4 separate regions of the Mus musculus genome follow, and all the other regions are linked to region 1. Evidence: chromatin contacts called from public Hi-C and HiChIP or PLAC-seq data. All regions are on one chromosome and are shown on one strand. The core of a region is the stretch at or near the end of the contact, and the rest is flanking DNA. Distances in the headings are between cores, read along the strand shown.

Evidence for each region. Hi-C and Micro-C count contacts between places; a contact is called where the count stands out from the background. HiChIP or PLAC-seq counts read pairs in DNA pulled down with a chosen protein or histone mark.
Region 2: an H3K27ac HiChIP or PLAC-seq map of bone marrow-derived dendritic cells shows a contact between it and region 1, with 2.9 times the contacts expected there. The contact joins two enhancer-like sites. A contact is called at or near these places in 3 of 39 promoter capture datasets (the 3T3-L1 cell line, liver and stem cell-derived epiblast-like cells), 1 of 15 datasets of contacts at CTCF or cohesin (large pre-B cells), 1 of 484 Hi-C or Micro-C datasets (B cells), 3 of 115 datasets of contacts at active chromatin or transcription factors (bone marrow-derived dendritic cells, embryonic stem cells and large pre-B cells) and 3 of 9 other capture datasets (adipose tissue, liver and pancreatic islet).
Region 3: a contact with region 1 is called in a Hi-C map of bone marrow-derived macrophages, with 26 read pairs. The contact joins two enhancer-like sites. A contact is called at or near these places in 16 of 39 promoter capture datasets (the 3T3-L1 cell line, the C10 cell line, the HPC-7 cell line and 11 more), 55 of 484 Hi-C or Micro-C datasets (the 4T1 cell line, B cells, the BV-2 cell line and 33 more), 19 of 115 datasets of contacts at active chromatin or transcription factors (bone marrow-derived dendritic cells, bone marrow-derived macrophages, craniofacial prominence and 13 more) and 3 of 9 other capture datasets (adipose tissue, embryonic stem cells and macrophages).
Region 4: a Hi-C map of bone marrow-derived macrophages shows a contact between it and region 1, with 39 read pairs. The contact joins two enhancer-like sites. A contact is called at or near these places in 5 of 39 promoter capture datasets (the C10 cell line, Sertoli cells, cranial neural crest and 2 more), 1 of 484 Hi-C or Micro-C datasets (bone marrow-derived macrophages), 3 of 115 datasets of contacts at active chromatin or transcription factors (bone marrow-derived macrophages and embryonic stem cells) and 4 of 9 other capture datasets (adipose tissue, embryonic stem cells, liver and 1 more).

What each region holds. Positions count from the first base shown.
Region 1 is chr4:135,127,541-135,130,875 of GRCm38.p6, reverse strand. It overlaps a transcript of Runx3 not described here. Among named protein-coding and RNA genes, the nearest start is that of Gm16225, 8.8 kb to the right of the region's middle. Within about 2 kb of position 1,850, at least 98 of the 459 cell types and tissues checked have an H3K27ac peak or open chromatin away from gene starts, as enhancers often do. A contact at or near this core is called in B cells, DN2 thymocytes, bone marrow-derived dendritic cells and 4 more, where this site is marked.
Region 2 is chr4:135,312,915-135,316,249 of GRCm38.p6, reverse strand. No RefSeq gene overlaps it. Among named protein-coding and RNA genes, the nearest start is that of Gm12984, 8.4 kb to the right of the region's middle. Within about 2 kb of position 1,764, at least 224 of the 459 cell types and tissues checked have an H3K27ac peak or open chromatin away from gene starts, as enhancers often do. A contact at or near this core is called in B cells and bone marrow-derived dendritic cells, where this site is marked.
Region 3 is chr4:134,949,277-134,952,611 of GRCm38.p6, reverse strand. No RefSeq gene overlaps it. Among named protein-coding and RNA genes, the nearest start is that of Syf2, 20 kb to the right of the region's middle. Within about 2 kb of position 1,826, at least 78 of the 459 cell types and tissues checked have an H3K27ac peak or open chromatin away from gene starts, as enhancers often do. A contact at or near this core is called in DN2 thymocytes, bone marrow-derived macrophages, cerebral cortex and 2 more, where this site is marked.
Region 4 is chr4:134,997,584-135,000,918 of GRCm38.p6, reverse strand. No RefSeq gene overlaps it. Among named protein-coding and RNA genes, the nearest start is that of Gm42327, 52 kb to the left of the region's middle. Within about 2 kb of position 1,763, at least 70 of the 459 cell types and tissues checked have an H3K27ac peak or open chromatin away from gene starts, as enhancers often do. A contact at or near this core is called in bone marrow-derived macrophages, where this site is marked.

The DNA.
Region 1 (3,335 bases), core at 601-3,100:
ACAGACCATTTGCTAGGCACTGACCTCTTGCGGAGACTTGCTTTTGCCAACCGTGACATGGTGATAACAACGACTCTGTCCACTACGTGGATTCTCGTGGAAGATAAGTGGAAATGAGACCTGACTCCCGCAGGTGCAGCTCCCACCGTCCTTACTCTTTCCTTTGGCTTTGCTGGGAGCAGGACCCACCAAACTCTCAACATCTGGGTGCATTTGGACCTCATTCATGATGCCCGTTCAATTAGACTCAATGTGTTCATACGCATCTATAGAGGTCCCGGGAGGCCGAGTCAGGGCTGTCAGAGATCTAAGCAGGGCTGTAGCAGGCTCTCAGGGTTCCAGAAGTCCTTAACTATGAGTCTTGGGGAAGGACTGCCTCTCTTCTGGGCCTTGCTTCTCCTATCTGTAAACTGTGTGTGTGTGTGTGTGTGTGTGGGGGGGTGGATATTAGCCCCAGCAGGAGAAATACAGTTGCCTGCTGTGTACACTCCTGCGTGCTTACGCACAGTAGGTCAGCAGTTCTCTACCTGTGGGTGATGACCCCTTTAGGAGCTGCACATCAGATGTTTACATTATAATTCATAACAGTAGCAGAATTGCAGTTACGAAGTAGTATCAAAATAATTTTATGGTTGGGGGCGGGTCACCGCAATGTGGAGAACCGTGTTAAATGTCACAGCTTGAGGAAGGTTGAGAACCACTGCAGTAGTGCCACCAGAGGGGCCAGCAGTACCCACAAAAGAGACAACCAGGCCAGAGGGGGAGCAGACTGCCTCTCCCAGGGAGCTGCAGAGCCCTTGCCTCAGACACAAGCGCAGCCTGGGCATCTGCTCTATGCAAGGTTCTACCCTGACCAGGGGAGATCCTGCCGTCCCTAGCCAGCAGGCCAGAGCCACGGTGGGAAAGCAGACGGAGCTGTGAGGAGAAGCAGAGAGAGTGGGTGTCCTTCAGCCTCGGCTCCCGGGAGGCCAGGGTTCCTCTTCTGCTTCCTTTCTTTGGAAATACAAAGCAGGGTCTTCTTCCTACTGCTATAAGTAACACAGACTCCATGTTGAGAACTTCCCACAAAGCCTCTGGACTCCGATGGCTCTGCTCGCTTCCGGTGACCGGAGCTGCTGCTGGCATTTTCTTTCCTTTATTTTTTTTTGCTCGAAGATGGCCTTGCGAGGTTTCCTTCCCTTTGCCGAAGGGACTTGACTTCATGTAGGGAACGGGGCCAGGGAGATGTCAGGGTTTCCCCACGGGCCCCACTAACCCACGAGGAACTCTGCTCCCCACCTGCACATGCAGGACCTGTAATCCTTCCTAAGACACCCTGGATCTGGATCAATGCTACTTCCCAGAAGCACCTGAGGCCTCCAGCACCTGAGTGAGACCTAGAGGACATCTTCCGAGGGACAGTTCTTGGGCAGCAACCAGCACTCCCAGGTGAGGTGGGCTTGGGACGGTAAGGAAGCTCTCCTGTTCTCTGCCCCTCCCTTCATCTTCTTCCCTTTCCTTCGGGACCTTCAAGGGCCCCCTCCCAACATCTGCTGCCTCTCACATTAGCCACTCCCTCTTCTCGGCAGATGTAAAGGGGCCAGATGTTGCCCGACAGATGTTCAGGTGGGAGACAAGAAAGGACCTACATCAGTTCCGGTCCAATGGCAGTGGAGCCCTGGCAGGAGTTAAGGCTCCCCTGGACTCTCCTCGGGAAGGTGTTTGGGTGGGTGGTACTGACCGTGGCAACCTTCAAAACTGTAACTTAGACGCATCTCTCCTCTCCGCCCACACGCAAGTCTGAGCCTTGTGCCAAAAATGCCTTTCCCAGACTTAAAAGAAAACCCCAAAGAGGAACCTAAACCTCCGAGCCGCCAGCACCCATAGGCTAGGAGAGCTCTGGCTCGGTGTTCAGAGAAAAACCAGCCAGCGGAGGGGAAGTGAGGAGGGCATGGAAATGCGCATGCGTGGAACAGCAGTGCCCTCTCATCCCTCCCTCAATCACCAACCCCGCAGGTTCCCCATCCCGGACCCTCACCCCGCGCCACCGCAGCAAGGGACACTCCCTGGAACTCTCTTTAGATGCTTCAAGAGTGAGGGGTGATGACAACAGGCATCCCAATTCTTGGGAAAAAACGGCTCTTAAAAGGGTGGCCTTGAAGCGGGGTCTTGAGGAGAAAGGCAAGGCTCCTACCTTCTATTAGTTCGCAGCTTTTTTTTTTCATTTGCTGGAAGAGGAAGAATATGGATTCAGAATATTTTGTGGCACTAATGAAGGTCTTGGCCGTGTCGAGCTCTGCACTACCCTCATTCTATCCCTAGGCCTCCCAAACAGCTTGCGCTGGGTGCTGTTAATGTCTCCCATTTCACAGAGAGAACAAGCACAGAGAGGTGAGGCACTTCTCTCTAGGATGCACAGCAAAGACGTGTCTAGAGCCGGGTTTATACGGCTGAATTGTGTGCTGTGTCCTCTGCCCCACGCACCATGTGCAAAGGGCCTCGCAGTCTTTCTGAGCTGCCCAGCTCTCCCTAGAAAGGCGGGAGCCATATGCTGGAGAATGAGCAAGCCTGAGGCTTCAGACAGGAGGCCAATGTGCAGCAGACACTCTTAGCCTGTGCCGTGCACGGGGCCTTGGGGGTTAAACCACATTCCCAGCCTCAACCCCTTCTATACAACTGGTCAATTTTCCTCTTTGAAATTCCTGTTAGTTCCTCTCTCCTCTCCTCCCCCCACTCTGACTATCTCTTATTCTTCCTCTCTCCCTCTCTCTTCCTCTTTGTCTGTCTTCCTCTGTTTTTCTCTGTCTAACTCTCTCTGTCATTCTCCCTCTCTCCCCCTCTCTTTCCCCCATTCTCTGTCTGTCTCTGTTTCTGTCTCTCTCTCTGTCTCACTCTTCCTCCTCTCTCTTCCTTTCTGTCTGTCTGTCTCTCTTAGTCTGTCTGTCTCTCTTTGTCTGACTCTATCTCTGTTATTCTCCCTCTTGCCCCCTCTTTTTCCCTTTCTCTGCCTGTCTCTGTCTCTCTCTCATTTTTTGAGACAGTTTTAAATATCTCAGGCTGACTGAACTTGCCGTTAGAGGGGAGCGATGACCTTAAATGCTTGATCCCCCTGCCTCCATCTCCCGAGTGATAAGAATTATAGGCACCTTCCACTTGATGCAGTGCTGAGACTCAAACCCAGACCTCACGCACAGGAAGCAAGCACTCTACCAACTGAGCCTCCTTCCTGGCCCCAGCTCCCGCCAAACAATGGGTAAAATTGAGGGTTGAGGGAACCAAGCTGCTAAGTAGCTTCAAGCCATGAACCCTGAACTAAGTGCAAGGTGAGCAGCAACTTCCCCAGGGGTCGAGGGAAA
Region 2 (3,335 bases), core at 515-3,014, 190 kb before region 1:
GTATATGCAGGCGGCCTTCATAACAAATCATAATTGTTATGGGATCCTTGACGTCAGTGACAGCCTAGAGTGGGAGGTGCCTTTCCTGTGGCCCCTTAATTTTCATTGCATGGCTATCCTGCCTCAAAATGGCACGACCTGACACAATTCAGGAGGTTGGAGATTTGAAGTAATCTAGGTCCGCAGTAGTGGCGTGTGGTTTTTGATGCATCCATCATAAAATGCTGTTACAGTGTTTAGGGTTAGGCAGGAGGCCTGACTGACACTGGGGACCCAGATGGCCCCACTCACGCTGCAGCCGTCAGGACGCCTCAGTTCCTCACCAGCAGGCTCGTATTCCTTGATATCATTTCTTTTTCTTTCTTTTTCTTTTTAAGATTTATTTATTTATTATCTGTAACTACACTGTAGCTGTCTTCAGACACTCCAGAAGAGTGCGTCAGATCTTACTACAAGTGGTTGTGAGTGAGCCACTATGTGGTTGCTGGGATTTGAACTCAGGACCTTCGGAAGAGTAGTCAGTGCTCTTAACCACTGAGCTATCTCTCCAGCCTGATATCATTGAAGAGGGAAGAGTCTTCTTCACTGTGAGCAGACCCTGGGTCCTGCCTGCGGAGAGAGGCAACTGAGCACCAGCGATCCAGCACTAGTTCCCTGCCCTCTGCTCTGGAAGGGATGGGATGTCAGCAGACTCTTCGAGTTCCAGCCCGCCCAGACTTCCCCCATGCTGATGGCTGTAGCTGGAAGTTGCCAGGCCACTCACCCTGTGTCTTGGTTACTTTTCCATTACTGTGATAAAACGTGCATGACCGAGGCAACTTATAAAGGGAAGTGGTTAAATGGGCTTCAGCTTCGGAGGGTTAGAGTCCTCGCTGACAGAGCAAAACAAAAACACAAAACACAAGGGCAGGAACAACTGAGAGCTCACATCGTGGTCCTGCAAAGTATGACACAGAGCAAGATACTGGGAATGGCATGCATCTTTTGAAACCTCCAAGCCCACTCCTGGTGGACACATCCTCTACCAAGGACACACCTCCTAATCCTTCCCAATCAGTTCCACCAGTTAAGCATCAAGAATTCAAACACTGGAGCCTACCTGGGGGTCATTTTCATGCAAACCACTACAACCTGTACCTGTCAAGTGCAATCCTGAGAGCTGAACCCAGGCTCATAAAGACAGACCCTTGGCAAACACTGGTATTTTATCATACAACTAGGCAAAGTCCACTGATCCATGGCCTCTCTGCCTCTGTGAAATTCACAGTTCTGTGGACTGAGGACTCAGAACATTGGGCCTTCCTAGGGGACTGACTGACTCAGGCATGAATCTCCCATCCTGGATGTAGCCTTTAAACATTCACCTGGGCCAGTCTCCTTTCAGGAAGAAGGTGGAGGAGCTATGTGTCCATGTGGGTAGAGCTTGGGACCTGTTCCCGTCAGCCCTTGCTGGTGAGCTTGGGCAAGCCCTTATCTCTCTCTGGGGCTCTGGGTGCCCCTTATGGATGTACAGGCTGAGTTGGTATGTCTGATAATGCTACGGACTCACTTCTGACAAATGATAGGACATTTGAGGAACCACCATCACTGACGCATTCTCCCGGAAGCCAGTGAGGACACAGGGCCAGGTGCTGATGGAAAACGGGGCTATGCAATATCTGGGTGCTACAGGTCACACGAGGGACTCGCTGTCAAGACCTGTGACTGTATCCTTTACTATGACAAAACGGGTGGCAGAACGGACTCAGGGAGAGACATTGACAAGGGCTTATCTGTCACTGTGGTGAAGACGTGGCTGCCACAGTGGCTCAACCAGAGGCGGCAGGAGGTCCCGGTGTAGCCGCTGTGTTGCTTTTCTTAGGACAAGGCAGGCCACTGATGAGGCATTGAAAAAAGAGACGCAGCTAGACAAGGTGGCGCATGCCTTTAATCTCAACACTCAGGAGGCAGAGACAAGTGGATCTCTGAGAGTTTCAAGGCCAACCTAGTCTACAGAGTTCCAAAACAGCCAGGGCTACACAGAGAAACCCTGTCTTGAAAAACAAAAGAAGTATGTGCATGCATTCTTGAGCACACACACACACACCCCAAAATGAAAAAAAGAAAGTCTCACCCAGAGTCCAGCTTGGTTCAGACTTCCTGATGGAAGCATTGTGCAGGGAAACTCACAGGCGTGGGCGACTCAGAAAGCTGTGTCACCCAAAAGTCCCACATCTCTGAGGGATGGCTTCACGAGAATCGCATCATAGAGTTCTGCTTTCAGTTTCCCTTCCTTCTGTGACCTCAAGGGAGGCAGAGGGGAGCGAATGAGTCCTCGTGACCTCTCCACCTCTCTCAGAGTGAAGAGCGGCGGGTCCAGGATCCTTGCCACACACCTGGTTGTCTCTGAGTGTGTCTGCTGATGTCATTGCTATGACTACAGGGATAAGGGGTCAGCTGGTCACCACAGCGACCTTTGCTCCACCACAGAGGAAGGGTTGGACATACCTGGATGAAAAGCTAGGACAGTGGCTTGTTTGTATCTTGGTGGATCGGAAGCACTACCAAACAGTGACCTATGTGTATAATGCCCCGAAGGTTTCCCAACCTCCCACAAGCTGGAGTGTACAATGCATGGGTCTCTGGGTGGGGGTATTGCACATTCGAGTTGTCACCATGACTAAACAGGGCTGTTCATTTTGCTCAGTGTCTTCAGCTTACAGTGCACCGAGCTCGCGACAGATGACCAGCTCTTCTCATTTACACGTCAACCCTGGAGAGCGGTTGCTATAATTATCTGCGTTTACAAGATAAGGCAACTGAAGTCCCGAGGGGAAGGGACAACTCTAGCCAAAGCAAGCAGGAGAGGGGGAGGCAGGCCCAGCTTTAGTGCCTCAAAGCTAGCGTTTCTGTGTTTCTGTTTCCTGTCACCTAACACTCCCTCTTGAGGCATTCTTGGAAGCTGAAGGGTGTGGCAAGGACGGGGAGGCTGAGTTGACCTTCTCCAGGCCTCAGTTTCCTCGTCTGTAGAATGAAGCGATGCTTTGCGTTGAACTGAAAGCTAGAGATGGCTTTTCAGTGGGTCTCGGAGAAGAGTGTGCCTCTGCGAAACCCAAGAAGTGGGCTTCTTAAATAAATGCTGATGCGAGACAGGAAGTGGCCAAGTGTCTCAGAGCCATTGTTCCACCCCAGTGGAGGTGCCAGGATAGTTCAGGCAGGGTAAGAGGACAAAAACAAAACCGGGAGTCTTTATCTAGAACTCTCCTTTCAGAGCCTTCCAGGGAAACAGAAACTTCTGGACTGTCATTGCCGAGTTCCAAACATTTCAGAGGGCTCAGCAGGAAATCTGTCATCAT
Region 3 (3,335 bases), core at 577-3,076, 180 kb after region 1:
ACACATGTATGCACAGTATGCACACACATGCAAGCACACATGCGCAGTATGCATACATACATGCACACACACATGCACATGACACACAGACACATGCCCACAAATGCACACACAGACACATATACACAGTATGCACACATGCATGCACACACACACACACACACACACACACATGTGCAGGCACATATACACACATGCACATGCACTCAAGCACACACAGGAGGCCAGTCCTTTGTGTCACTGTGGGTTGACAGAGGGACATTTCTCTGGAACTTTCTCCCTGTGGGAAGGACATCACCAGGAGCACATGCTCCACCTGCTCCCCTCACCAGGAGCACTGTGGCTGTGCTCCACCTGCTCTCATCACCAGGAGCACTGTGGCTGTGCTCCACCTGCTCCCCTCACCAGGAGCACTGTGGCTGTGCTCCACCTGCTCCCCTCACCAGGAGCACTGTGGCTGTGCTCCACCTGCTCCCCTCACCAGGAGCACTGTGGCTGTGCTCCACCTGCTCCCCTCACCAGGAGCACTGTGGCTGTGCTCCACCTGCTCCCCACACCAGGAGCACTGTGGCTGTGCTCCACCTGCTCCCCTCACCAGGAGCACTGTGGCTGTGCTCCACCTGCTCCCCACACCAGGAGCACTGTGGCTGTGCTCCACCTGCTCCCCTCACCAGGAGCACTGTGGCTGTGCTCCACCTGCTCCCCACACCAGGAGCACTGTGGCTGTGCTCCACCTGCTCCCCTCACCAGGAGCACTGTGGCTGTGCTCCACCTGCTCCCCTCACCAGGAGCACTGTGGCTGTGCTCCACCTGCTCCCCTCACCAGGAGCACTGTGGCTGTGCTCCACCTGCTCCCCACACCAGGAGCACTGTGGCTGTGTTCCACCTGCTCCCCTCACCAGGAGCACTGTGGCTGTGCTCCACCTGCCCTCATCACCAGGAACACTGTGGCTGTGCTCCACCTGCCCCCATCACCAGGAGCACTGTGGCTGTGCTCCACCTGCCCCCATCACCAGGAGCACTGTGGCTGTGCTCCACCTGCTCTCATCACCAGTTCTCACTCCCTCTCTAATACAAGACTCTGAGACAGCAAAGGAGGCCACCTTCAAAGTCCCCTGACTTTAAAGAGAAGGCAACAAGAAGCCAAAGAAATGGCCCAGTGGTTAAGGGCCCTGTTCTTGCGGAGGCCCTAGGTTGAGTTCCCTGTACCCCTATAGTGGTTCACCACCACCCATAATTTTAGTGTCAGGGGTCAGACACCCAACATCTTCTGACCTCCAAGGACACCACGTGCATACATGATACACATGCATACATTCATTTTAAAAACAGCACACATGAGTCACATAAAATAAAAATAAACAAATTTTTAAAAGAGTGAGGTTAAATGAGTCCTAATTATACAAAGGTACCAACCTGAAGGAAAATATATTTATGTAGGATCTAAAAATCAATCAATCAATAAATTTTTAAAATAAAAGGGTTCTTCTGGATTGGCCAAATCCGGAACAGTAGAAATCCGTCTGAAGTCTTTCGCCAGATTGGGAGCGATGCCAGCAGAGGCCAGGCAGGAGTCATTACCAGTTATTTCCGTGTTTCCTTCAGAAGCAATTTGCCTCCCTCCGTCTGTGGGCTGAACCTGCCTGGCCCAGCCTGCTTTCTGCAGCTGTTGGGCATGCTCCTGGACGGGGCCACCTGGCAGGCATTGGAAGACAGCTCTGACAGGCAGCATGAATGTGAGGGGCCAGCTCCAGTCTGAGCCTCCAAGGACCTGGCCTGCTCTCAATGTGTTCCCCCCCCCCCAAGTCCTACAGAGAGGCGCCAAAGGGGGGCAGCATACACACAGAACAAAAATAACTGTCAGCGGCCAGCCAGCCATCCAGGCCAGGGCATCTGCAGAAAAGCCTCTCAAATAAGCAAACACCATGTGGTAACCGAGCTCTGGCGGGCTCAGGGAGTTCAGAGTAGCAGATGGTGGCACTGAGACCTCTGTAAAGAGCCTCAGTTCAGGGACAATAAGATGTGTGCCCAGGGATTAGCCCTTGAGTCTCAGCTCCAAATCCCAGTCCCACTGTGCGCAGGGTCCCACAGACCTGCCCAGCCAGCAGACACTGTGGCTACTCCCCAGCCCTTTCCTCTGGAGGTCCCTCACTGGGGACAGGTTCTCAGGAGCCCATGAAGAGACCAGTTAATTCAGTAAGAAATTGCCCAAGTCAGGGCTGGAGAGATGGCTCAGCGGGTAAGAGCACTAACTGCTCTTCCAGAGGTCCTGAGTTCAAGTCCCAGCAACCACATGGTGACTCACAACCATCCATAATGAGATCTGACGCCCTCTTCTGGTGCATCTGAAGACAGCTACATTGTACTTAGATATAATAAATAAATAAATCTTTAATAAATAAATACACTGTGCAAAGCGTGCATCCTCTGAGTACGGGGGCTTCCTCCTCCCTGAAGATCACGTGACCAAGCACTTTCTGCCCCTTGAAGGGGTCTAATTGCCTACACTTTCCACCTGTGAGCAGCGGAGCGAGGGGCTGGGGGGAGTCTGCTTCCTGGTTGCCCACAGGTTCTTTCCTAAGGGGTCTTCTGTGGATTCACCCATCAACACTCCCCAAACACCAGGAATAAGATGTCTGTTGGTGGCACTGAGAGACTTTTCCCAGCCAAAGCCATCCTCAGGGTAGACTCAAGAGCCCAGACCTAAGGCAGCCAAGGCTAAAAACTAAAACCTGAACTTCGTCTCATTTTTTATCTAATTTCCTTCACATAGCCCCATCAGGACAAATTGCAGGTACCCCAATTCTAAAGACAGACCTCTCACCTTTGACCCCTATGCCCCATGTCTCAGAGATGGTTGGTCCATGCCCACAGCCGGCCACTGCCACACCTTATAGAAGCTTCTGGCTCCTCTCATATAACTTAATGGGCTAAATGGGGAACCGATTCTATATGATTAATTAATTAGGGTCCTACTAGGAAGGATAATAATATCAGAACTTAAATAAGACTGCAAAGCCCAGCGGCCAGCCTAGAAAAGAAAAACCAAGCTAGCACAATTAGACCTTCAAGGTGGAAGGAGCCTGCGGGTAGACAGGGCTCTGACTGCCTGGCTTGGCTCAGTCCAAGATCAGCCGGAGACCCACCCTCACAACTCACATGATGGAAGGAAAGTTCCCACAAGTTGTCCTCACACCTCTACAAGTATCCCATGACACACGTGCCTACATATACACGCAAAGTAAAAAAGGACAGATGGATTATTTATCATATTCAAAGCTAGCCTAGGTAACTTTTTTTCTTTTTTTTTTTTTTGAGACAGGGTTTCTCTGAGT
Region 4 (3,335 bases), core at 514-3,013, 130 kb after region 1:
AGGAACATCCAAGGGTTCTGTGCAACTGCTGAATCTCATTACAGAAAAGATACAAGCATCCTCAGATTCTGATACCTGCTGGAGTCCTTGCCCCATGGGTACCAAAGAACAACGACAGATTGCTTCAACAGATCTGGACACCAGGCCAAGTTCCTTCTATTGACACTGAAGAACCTTCACCACACACCAGCTGCCATGCCTGTGACCAGGATAAAAGGTGTCAGCTGCAGAAAGAGAAGGCCTTGGGGGCTCTGCTTCTTTACACAGCTACCTGCGTATTCTGGAGCTGTGTGGGTTTAATCCAAAGCACTGCAACCAGTAGGTGGACGCTGAGCTTCTGTCAGGGCACTGGTGACACGCAGCCCTAAATACAGGGTCCCTGCTCTGGGGGTCACCAAAGCTCTGCCAGGTTTTGTGCTGCACCAGGAGCTGTTTTGCAAATGAACAGCACCTCTCTTTGAAGAGTGCACAGCCTTGAAGCAGAACCCTGGGGACCAACCAGCTACCTGCCTCTCCCATATAGTACCTGGTAGAGTCTCTCCATAGGGTAAGTAATGAGCTCTTAGGGTACGCAAGGACACCCTCATCCCCTCCCCTCTTCAGTTGATTCTTCTTCATAATCTATTAGTTACCATAATATCTATCACCTTACCCATTTTCCCATTAATATGTCCAATTCTATTGCTTGAGACAGTCAGCCAGCTCAGGGTTCGGTGAGAGACTGTATCTCAAACAGGGTGAAGAGCAGCTTCCGGGGGCACTCAACATCAGCCTGCGCCGAGACACGAAACAGCTTAGTGAGGTCACTCAGCATCTGTCCCTGATGTACGCACACAGGGACATAAATCCACACAAAGAATAAAGGGAGTGAGGGCCAACTTCATCAGCTCTTCTTACACAACCTTAAACAGAATCATTGTAAACATTTTAACCCAGATTTCCAGTTTTAAAGGTATGCATGCTTGAAATGGGTACCACTGTCTATATACGACTAAATTTTCAACAGTTTCCACACAGAACCACGGACATAGGCTCGCGAATCTGGATTCGGATCCAAAGCGCATCTCCCAGAGTTGACCTTCTCGTTTCTCATTTTCTTCACACACTCACAAAGCCAAGTTCTAACACTGAAGAGGTTTGGTTTTTTTGTTTTGTTTTGTTTTTAATTTATTTTTATGTTAGCTCTATAGGTGATTTGTCTGTATGTATGTTTGTGTACCGCGTGTGTGCAGTGCCCATGGACGTCAGAAGAGGATCCCCTGGAACTGGAGTCATGGATGGTTGGGAGCCCTCAATGTCTACCTGTGATACACAGAACTAGGAATGGACCCCTATCTTCTAGGAGCAGCACTTGCTCCTGAACCCTGAGCCATCTCCCCAGCTCCATTTTCTGAAATCTCTAATGATTCGTAATTTGGTTTGGGGAAGAAAGGCAGTCATCTCTGCTCCAAGATTGCAAAAGAGTTCTATTTTTAGACTTGCAAACACCAATTACAAGCAGCAACCCAGACAACATTCCCTGATTTCTGTTTCAGCTCCCTGTCCCCCCCCCCCCCCCCGTCCCCAGCCACTAGCAAGAACACCCATCTTTGTCTGTGTCCACTTAGGAGCTGAGGGTAATTGAATTACAAACTCAATTAAGTACAAGTTGGCACTCAAACTTAAAGACTGCTGCTTACCCATGAGCCAGAATAACGGAACACCTAGGCTCTTGGCCCAGAACGGCGCAGGGTGACTAAGCAGGCGAGAATAACACATTTCCCCTGAAATTTTGTTTACTCGTTCAATCTCGAGTCTGAGAACAATTCATCTGGGACGTTGTACTGTGAACACTCACCGGCTGAGACTCCACTCCTGTGGCTGGTTTCGACATCTTCATTAATTCAAGTCTGTGGTGCTGTCGTTTGCCTGCAAGTGCTTTCTGAATCATCTGACAGTCCTGGGACATCTGTCTCCATCATTTTTCTCCTTGTTGTCACTATAGAGGGAAAGGGAGGGCGGCTCTGACTCCTTAACTGCATTTGATGGAAGCAAGACTCACACTGCAGGATGATATAAAATGACACCTGCAGCCGCCCCTCACTCACTCAACAGGGTCCAGTGTATCCCAGACGGACCTCAAACTCATGGTGTACTTGAACTTCTCATCCTCCTGCCTCCACCTCTGAGTACTACTGGGATCACAGGAGAGAACCACCAGGCCTGGTTCACACCATGCTGAGGATTGAACCCGCCCTGGCTTTGCACCATGGGAGGCAAGAACTCTACTGACTGAGCTAATCCCAGCCTCAACCTTCTTTTTATATCTTCTAACAATGCAGTGTTTTAGGCCACTGGATTAGCTCCATCTTGCTACTGTCTCTCTCTCTCTCTCTCTCTCTCTCTCTCTCACACACACACACACACACACACACACACACACACACACACACACACGGAAGGGGCGGGGGAGGGGAGAGGCAGGCGGGAAGGGGGAGGGGGAGGGGGAGGGGGAGGGGGGAGCGTGTGTTCTGGAGGTCCAAATCTGAAGTGAGTCTGTTACGATTTGAATGGGAAATATCCATAGACTCGTGTTTGAACATTTTGTCCACCGGCACTGCTTTAAGAGGTTGTGAAGCCTTCAGGAAGTGGAGTTTAGCTGGAGGAAGTGGATCACTGAGGGGCGGGTCTTGAGCTTTATAACCCAAGCCACTTCCTAGTCCCTCTCTACTTCCTGACCTACCTTGATGCAGCTAGATGTGAGCAAGCTCGCTGAACCACAGCTGAGGGCTGTTTCTGCCGTGATGCCTTCCTTCCCCGACACGATGGTCTGTGCCCCAGGAAATCACAAGCCGAAATAAAGCCTCCTCCCTTGACTTGGAGTCACACAGACAAACACAATAACTAACACGGCCTCGCAGGGCTAAGATCACGCTGCCAGGAGGACCGTGACCTTTACTGGAGGACGCTTTCCAGCGTCTTCCCTGGCTTTGGAGGCCACTCACACTCACGGCTTCACCTCTCCAAACTCAAACCCAGCAAACACCAACAAGTCTTCCTTCCACTGGTTGCCCCCAGTTCCCCTTATTCATATCCGCTCCTTCTACGAATTACCCCATGTGATTACCCCAAGTCGCCCAGATAATCTAGAATGATCTATCACAGGGTATTAATCACCTCTTCAAATTCTCTTGTGTAAGGAAACATCCAGGTTCCAAGGGGTGGGGTGTGGACGGCTTCGGGGTCCAACTTTTCACTCAGCCTAGTGACACGCTCAGAAACTGCAGAATCACCCAGCCAAGAGGGCCCACGTCACCATGACTTCACCCTTCTGGATGCTTCCATCTTACCACTCC